Linked DNA regions of Columba livia: region 1 is linked to region 2. Evidence: chromatin contacts called from public Hi-C data. All regions are on one chromosome and are shown on one strand. The core of a region is the stretch at or near the end of the contact, and the rest is flanking DNA. Distances in the headings are between cores, read along the strand shown. Region 1 has its middle 16 kb from the start of DLC1. Region 2 has its middle 75 kb from the start of TRMT9B.

Region 1 (3,727 bases), core at 979-3,478, 290 kb before region 2:
TCGAGAGAGGTTCTCCTTCCCCTCTACTCTGCCCTGGTGAGACCGCATATGGAATATTGTGTCCAGTTCTGGGCCCCTCAGTTCAAGAAGGACAGGGAGCTGCTGGAGAGAGTCCAGCACAGGGCAACAAAGATGATTAAGGGAGTGGAGCCTCTCCCTTATGAGGAAAGGCTGAGGGAGCTGAGTCTCTTTAGCTCGGAGAAGAGGAGACTGAGGGGTGACCTTATTAATGTTTACAAATATATAAATGGTGGGTGTCACGAGGATGGAGCCAGGCTCTTCTCGGTGACAACCAACGGTAGGACAAGGGGTAATTGGTTAAAACTGGAACACAAGAGGTTCCACGTAAATTTGAGAAGAAACTTCTTCTCAGTGAGGGTAACAGAACATTGGAACAGGCTGCCCAGGAGGGTTGTGGAGTCTCCTATTCTGGAGATATTCAAAACCTGCCTGGACACGTTCCTGTGTAGCCTCATCTAAGTGTTCCTTCCCCAGCAGGGGGATTGGACTGGATAATCTTTTGAGCTGCCTTCCAATCCCTAACATTCTGTGATCATATATTGAAAAATGAAATAAAGTTTCCAGCATGAAGACAAGGACGTGTCATGTCTGCTAATGTCACATTCTCATTAATCTATTTCGACTTTCACTTTTCTCCTGTGTCCCATTTGGTGTAGAGAAATACATCAATAAAGTATTCTTATTTTACATTTTAAGCTCTTTTTTTTTTTTTTTTTTTTTTTTGGAGGTGGGGGGATGCTTGTGTACATGCCTTCCAGAAAGCACAAATTACATTTTAGACTTTTCCTTTACTGTGGTGATACTGGAGAGAGAAAAGAAGATTCCTCACTAGCAAATAAGGTTTTCTCAGCACTCAAAATGCATGCTGTGAACTACTAAAAAAATACCTTGCCCAGGACCTGTGAACTTAATGAATAAACCCCTTTCATCTCCTGTGCTGTCAAATAATGGAAGTCCCTTGTGCATTACTATTCCTTGAGCATGGTATGATGCTGCAGTCCTAGGGAGTATGAGCCATCTTTTGTCACTAACCACCCACCTGGGTATTATCTGAGTATTACAGTGTTCTAGGACATTTCAAGCCATAAATAAGGCTTTTGTAACACTGACAATGTATTATATTGGAGAGAAGACTAGAAGCAGTTAACTCTATGGAATATTTCCTAGAAAGACATCAAACTAAAGATAGTAAACATGTATCTCATTTTATAGACAAAACTGATTAAAGAACAGAACAGTCTCTGTGAAGTAGTTTGTCTGTGGTTTAAGACCAAGCTTACAGTGGTGTGAAACACCATCCATAAACTTTAGAGTTCTATTAATAGTGAGATAAGTGTCACTCAAAGACGACTCTTCTCAAGGACTGAAATGGAGAGTCACTTAAGCAGAATAATCAAAATACTCTAAGCTTCAATTCATTGGTACCTTCCTAAGAGGAAAGAATGATTTGGTAGAACATGCAAGGGGCTTACACATACGTTTTTACCACTGCACATGGCTTATCTCCATCTTCAGAGATGTTATGATGTGTTCAGAAGAGAAGGCATTATAAATGCTTCAAAAAGTGATTAGGTTCTAGTCTTGGTCTTTTTGAAGTTGTTACTTAAGCCTGCTTGTGATGTGAACTGTGGTTATGTGGGTTTTGTGTCTGTGTGTGTTTTGTTTTTGTTTGTTTGTTTGTTTGTTTTTTGTTTTTTTGTTTTTTCTCCTTCAATTAAGAATACTTTTCAATGCAACATCCAATGTTCAAGCACAAGTAAGATAGCGTTTCCACTTCATGCATCCTGCTTTAAATATTAATAGGTTAGTGTTAAGAATCAAATGCTTCATGGACTTAAAAACGGGCTGCTGAAGAAATTTCTAACAGGGACCTTCAGAAGTGTATTGTACCAGCCTTGCCACTCGATGTCACTCTTCTACTTACTTGTTCGAGGCTCTTTAACGCCATGGTCTACTCAGCCCTTGAAATGCCTCCGTGCAAGTAACAATAAATGAGTTACTATGGTCTGCAAAACGTAAGAAAGGTGGGAACAGGTACATCTGTTTGGGAGGGGAGGAAGGGGGATTCCTTTTCTTTCTGCCACCCCTGCCCCCATGTGAAGAGTCAGGAGCTGCTACTTGTTCATCCTGTGGTATTAAACAATCCTGTACTTTCTCCCAGTCAAAACAAAAGTATAAGTCTCTCTTCTGAAGTTGCATAGCTGTTCTTTTCTTTTTGCCTGACTGCCTGACTGCTGCTAGCCAGAGGAAGTGAGACTGGCACATATGTTCTGCTGTTTCTTAGGTTTTATTTACAGTTTAAGTGACCTGTCATCGGAGAACCGCTAGAGCAAATGCTTAAGCATTAAGACAAACATGAGTTAGTAACTAAAACATTTCTGCTTCCAAAGAAATTTGAGCATCTATTTCTTAAATAACAGTGCCTGTAAACGAATAGGCACTTAGAGTTTGGTCTATTTAATTAACTTAATCTCATCTAAAAGGGGAAATCTGTGCTTGGGGGGTTGGGACAAGGGGTGTGGGAATGACTAATAGATCCTGGCAGTTCAGGGGTTTTTTAAGCTTTTGCACTTCAATGCTGTATCTAGTAATTCAATACAAGCCTTGAGCCTTCATTACAGAATCATAACCTAGAGCTTCATAACTTTCTATGTTGCTATTTACTTTAGAGCTGATAATATATTTTTCTTGCCACCTCTGTATTTTATTAATTACTATACTTTTTCCAGTCAATAAATATTTACTATTCTGATATTTTTCACTTTCCTGGGTCTTAGTGGAACAAAATGTAGGTAATATAATTTGATCAGAGTAATATCTGATATTAGCTGGTGTGATTTGACAAACTGCATGGAGTTATGTTATTTTGCTTTTGAAACTTTTTAAATTAGTGACCAAAACGCTGTTTTGTAAGAAAATGGTTTTTAAGACTCTTCTTCAATGGATCTCAACTGTAAATTCCCTGAACATCAATATACAGAAGCATCTTGGAAGTACCTTCTTTCTTCTAATACAATCAAGTCATATGTTGCACATGTATCTGCTGAAACTCATGTCGAAACAGACTTCAGCAGAAATAATGCTCTTCGTTAATGTGTTGGACTCTACATATTTATTTATGTATTTAACTTAACAACTGCTTTGTTCTAGGCATTTATTTACTTGTGAAATTTCCTGAGGGTAAGGTTTGTAGTAATAAATGCAAAAATTTATTATTTGTGTTTAAAACAAAGAAACAAACAAACACAACAGCAACAACAAAACAAACAAAAAACAACCCCTACATTCCTGGTGGTTAATATGAAAAATATAAATTGAAGTAATCATTGTCACAAAGAACTGTGTTCTTTTTGAACAGCTTGGATGTGGTCGTACAGTCTTACAGAAGTGCATTAACACAGTTTAGTAAGTACTTACCAGCTGAGCAGTGGCTCACTCTGGATGATCCCAGAGCACCCAGTCTGCGAAATGTGACATATTAGCTTAGTGTTCTACTACTGTTTTTAACAGTAGGAGGTGGCAAAGTGTATGCATGTAACTAGTCACCTCCTCACTATCACGATTTGTGCAGCTTGAGCTCAAAGGCATTCAGTTGTGCATTCATGTCTGAATTAAGGACATTTTTTGCATTATTCCATGGTTAAATCTGAGCCTTGAGACTTCTGATAACTTCAAAAAAATTGTTTATTTTGGCTGAAGAAAGATT
Region 2 (4,163 bases), core at 37-2,536:
TTGTTTGCAGCAGGCAAAAAAAAAGCTCTATGAGGAGTAAAACAAGGGATTGCAAAGGCAAGACTGATGCTGATGCCAGTATAGAAAATACAGGCTGGACAACAAAAAACCACACTGGTCATCCCTTTTGGGTCTCTGCTTTGCCAGATCACACAGCCCAGCAGCCACGGACCCAAAGCAAAACAGAGACCAAACCAACCAGCTCTCTGGGCAGCCTGTCCCTCCCCTCTGCCATCCGTATGGCCATTGCTCACCAGTTCCTCCAGTGAGGGCTTCATCTTGGCTGAGCACAATTAGTCTTTAACTCTTTCCCTGTTGAACATGGGGTATACACTGAATTGTTAGCACAAAGCTACTGCTTGCTTTTAACAGATATCTCTGACTTCTGCATCATGGCCCTTGATCAGATTTTCTCAGATTGCTGTTCCCACAGGTACCCTGCCAGTCTTCACTGAGCTGGGGTGGAGAAGGACCCTGCAGCTCTCAGAGCAATGGTTTTAGAGCCTCAGAGATCAAAAGTCTTGATTTACACGTGCTAGTGCATCTACCCGGGCACAGTAGGTAATGAAAGGAATTGTGGTCCATGGGAATGTAATCTGTTCAGATCAGCTGTATATGTGAAATGTTCCTAGAAACTATGTGCCTGGGACAGACTCATACAAGAAATGGCCTGTTTGGTTTTCATGAAGCCAGGCTGAAAATGTTCTTTGCTTTCTTTCCTCCTGTGCTTTCTGCAGCATGCGGTGGTTCACTTTGTCCAGTCAGCAGGTTTTGTTCTGCACCATCTTTCCCTTCCTGCAGACCTTTTCGGTGCTGCCTTCCCCAGAGCAGCTCTGGTCTGGCCAAGTCTGACACAAGGAGCAGTCAGCCATCTTCAACTGCCATTATGGCCAGCAAAACAGGGCCAAGGCTACTATTTGGAACAGTCGTGCCTGGCCTGCTTTTTCACATCCATGTTGACACACTCCTCCCTCTGTATCTGTCTTTTCTTCTCTCCTCCCTTTGACAATCATTTCCCAGTTCATGCTTCTGCAATCTTCCTGCACTCTCAAGACCTTTCCCAAGGACCTCACCATGCCTTGCACTGTGAAAGGTGCTATCTTCTTTTAGTGCAATGACAGTTCAAAGGGTTGATGCTTTGGAGCTTCCTTGAAAGGTGTTGGATTCTGTTTTCCACTGCAAGGAGAGGTATCTCAAGCACCCTCCCCTTGAAAGGGTCAAATCTTGCTGGCTGTCTGCTCAGGACTGACATGAAATAACCAAGTGGTGTCCCCATAGGCAAAGCCAGCTTGCCCCTTCCCTTGTGTCCTGCTCTCCTGCCCCTTCCCTTGTCTCCTGCTTTTGGCTTTCCCTGGAATTGCTTACTCATGGATCAGCTGTGTCAGGCTTGGCGTTTGTGAGGTTTTTCTTGACTGCTGTTAAATGGAAAATGTAAAGAAACCAAGAAAATGCAGAGGCACAATTAAGACACAGAAGTAATTCATTTGGACTCATTCTTTCAAAATACTTCTGGTTGGTGCTCACAAAAAGAAAAGAAAAAAAAATCCCACCACCACACTATTTTTAGAGCAGTGCTGCAGCTGCATTTTTCTCTCAGTTCTCTTCTGCGAATGGATCCTGTTCGACCAAAGAAATAGATTGAGTGACACCTAGTGGAAATTTAAAGCTTTTCTGTCTCTTATTCTGCGGAGTGAATCATTTTAGGCAATATTTAAATCGACTTTGAACATATTACCGTTCTTGTAGAAAACAACTATATTACCAGATCTCCTGCATTTTATATCTATTTTATTAGTGTATACAAATATTCAGTATAATCACAGACAGGACAATCGACAACAATCCATTTTAAATATATGCAGGTTCTTTGGTTAATGAAGGAGTCCGTACATCCCTCACATTGAGCAGATCAGTAACACACAGCTCTGGGAGCCCCTGAAGTGCTAATAAATAAACATAAATTTATTCTGAAAACTATCAGCCTTCTGGAGTTATTGTTGCTACTAAACAAGAATTATGGATTCCCTTATTAATGACTTATGTGTAAATATTTAAGAACTGAAAAATATTTTTTTCCTAATTTTTTATTTCTAATGGGCTTAGAGAAGTTCATAATATGATATCATGTAGTGTGACTAACAATAAGAATGGGAAGACAATTTTGCTTTGTCATTGGGATTTGTAGATGCTTTAGACTCTTGTCTCAGTGGTCGCTTAATGTTCAGCATCTGTGAAGGGATTTTGCAATGGAAGACAAATGCCAAACATAGCTTAGCTGCCTGCAGAGTTCCCACAGCCTGATGTAGGTACCATCACCCATATGTGCTTGTGACTAATAGAAGCGATTGGTACAATGCTGTGTTTTACAAGCCTTGCTGAGAAATCACTTTACAAGGTCCAGCTGGAAAGGAATTAAACAGAGGGGATTCTCTTGCAGACCAAATCTCTTAAATATAATTCCCTGGTAGTGAGAGGCTCTTGTATCCACTTCCTTAGAACAGCACATCCGTTCTCACAGTACCTTCCTCTGTACTTTCCAAAATAAGTTATCTAAACTGCCAGATCCTGGCCCAGAAAATACATATTTCTCTGCCTTGCTCCTCTGTCTCAAATGAGTGGCGTGTGGGTGTTCAGAGATAATCTTATAGGTACTTTAAATGAGAACTAGCTTATACAGTAAGTAGCTGAGAATAAAACTTGATACTACCAGCACTGCCACTCACACCCAAATCCCAGAGATTTGGCTGTTAGGTTTGATAATGGCTATACAACTTGATCTGAAGTCACCTATACATATACCTAGGTCCTGAGAAGTTATTTGTAAGCCAAGCCTGTTTAAGGCACTGCTACCCAAAAGCTAGTTTTCCTACCTAAAATCCCAGACTAATGACCCCATAAAAGCTTCTGCACTCCAATTACAGAGTGATCAGACTTTACATCTAATTTTGCCTATCAAAATAACTAATCACATTGCATTACAGAATCAGCCTTCATGTTTTCATTCCCATTTGTCAAATACAACTTTAATAAATTCAAAGATTTGTACTGAATCAAATATTAAAAATTCTAATAGTTACTTAAATGAGCATTAATCTCTTCTGACTGACTGTGTTCCTACAAAGGAAAGCAAGGACTTCAGATCATAGCTGTAGATCCTATGTTTGTACTCTGTCTTTCATAACACTTTGCTACTTTCAGTTGGCCTCTAGCTGGATATGGGAAAGTCTTTTTTTTCCACAGAGTTTTCATTTTGGCTTATTTACCATCTCTCATTTTCCTCTGTCCCTACTTTTGGTCTGTGGGAACAGCAGAAACCGCAAAATGTTTTTGATTATCCACTTAATTCCCTCAGGCAGTGTAGTGTCTTTAGTCTAGACTTCAGTGAAACTACATTTATTTGTTGAGCTTTTATTTCTCAATTAAAAAAAAAAAAAAAGAAAAGAAAAAAAGTTGAGAAACTTCCTGTGGCCCCTTGAATAGACTCTTGGCCAGTTTATACGAGAAAATCACTGTCTTGTTTTTCATGTCCATATTTTTCCTTCCTTTCCTGTAACTTTTTTTAAAACACTTCATTTAATACTTCTTTCTTAATTGTCACATTCTCCAGCACTGTTACAAATATTCCAAATGGTTCCTTTTCCATCCTCTCTCTCTCTTCCCATTTTGAATCCTTGCAAATTATTTTTACAAACTTTTGCACTTGTTCTGCAGGGAAGCTGACACACAATTGCAGGAGACTGCTATGACATTATTAGCAATGACTTTGGCCTCGACAGGAAAATGTCACTTCACATTATTCTCTGGATGCACCCAACCAATCCAGGAACAGCCAACTTTGGTACATACAAACTGTAGGGATTGAATGAGTGAAACGTAGGCCCAGATCGCGTGCTGTGTACCCTTCTATAATCCCCGCATATTTAAGAAAGAACACAAGTTTATAGATATTAAAGGCTGCAGCAAAGATTTCCATCCTGTCAACTCAATGTAACCAATTTGGCCTTCAGTGAAACAACATCCTAGAGAAGCTCACCCTACCAAATACCCCCCAACAAGGATGCACAACATACTGGTGGCTGAACAACATCATTGTTCATAGTTCACTCCTCAGCATGTAAGGATGGGACCATGAGTGTCTCAGAGCTGCACCATTCACCAAGAAT

The links. Hi-C and Micro-C count contacts between places; a contact is called where the count stands out from the background.
Region 1: a contact with region 2 is called in a Hi-C map of liver, with 7 times the contacts expected there. The contact joins two enhancer-like sites. A contact is called at or near these places in 2 of 2 Hi-C or Micro-C datasets (crop and liver).

What each region holds. Positions count from the first base shown.
Region 1 is chr4:30,281,217-30,284,943 of bColLiv1.pat.W.v2, reverse strand. No RefSeq gene overlaps it. Among named protein-coding and RNA genes, the nearest start is that of DLC1, 16 kb to the right of the region's middle. Within about 2 kb of position 2,228, at least 3 of the 3 cell types and tissues checked have an H3K27ac peak away from gene starts, as active enhancers do.
Region 2 is chr4:29,987,679-29,991,841 of bColLiv1.pat.W.v2, reverse strand. No RefSeq gene overlaps it. Among named protein-coding and RNA genes, the nearest start is that of TRMT9B, 75 kb to the right of the region's middle. Within about 2 kb of position 1,286, at least 3 of the 3 cell types and tissues checked have an H3K27ac peak away from gene starts, as active enhancers do.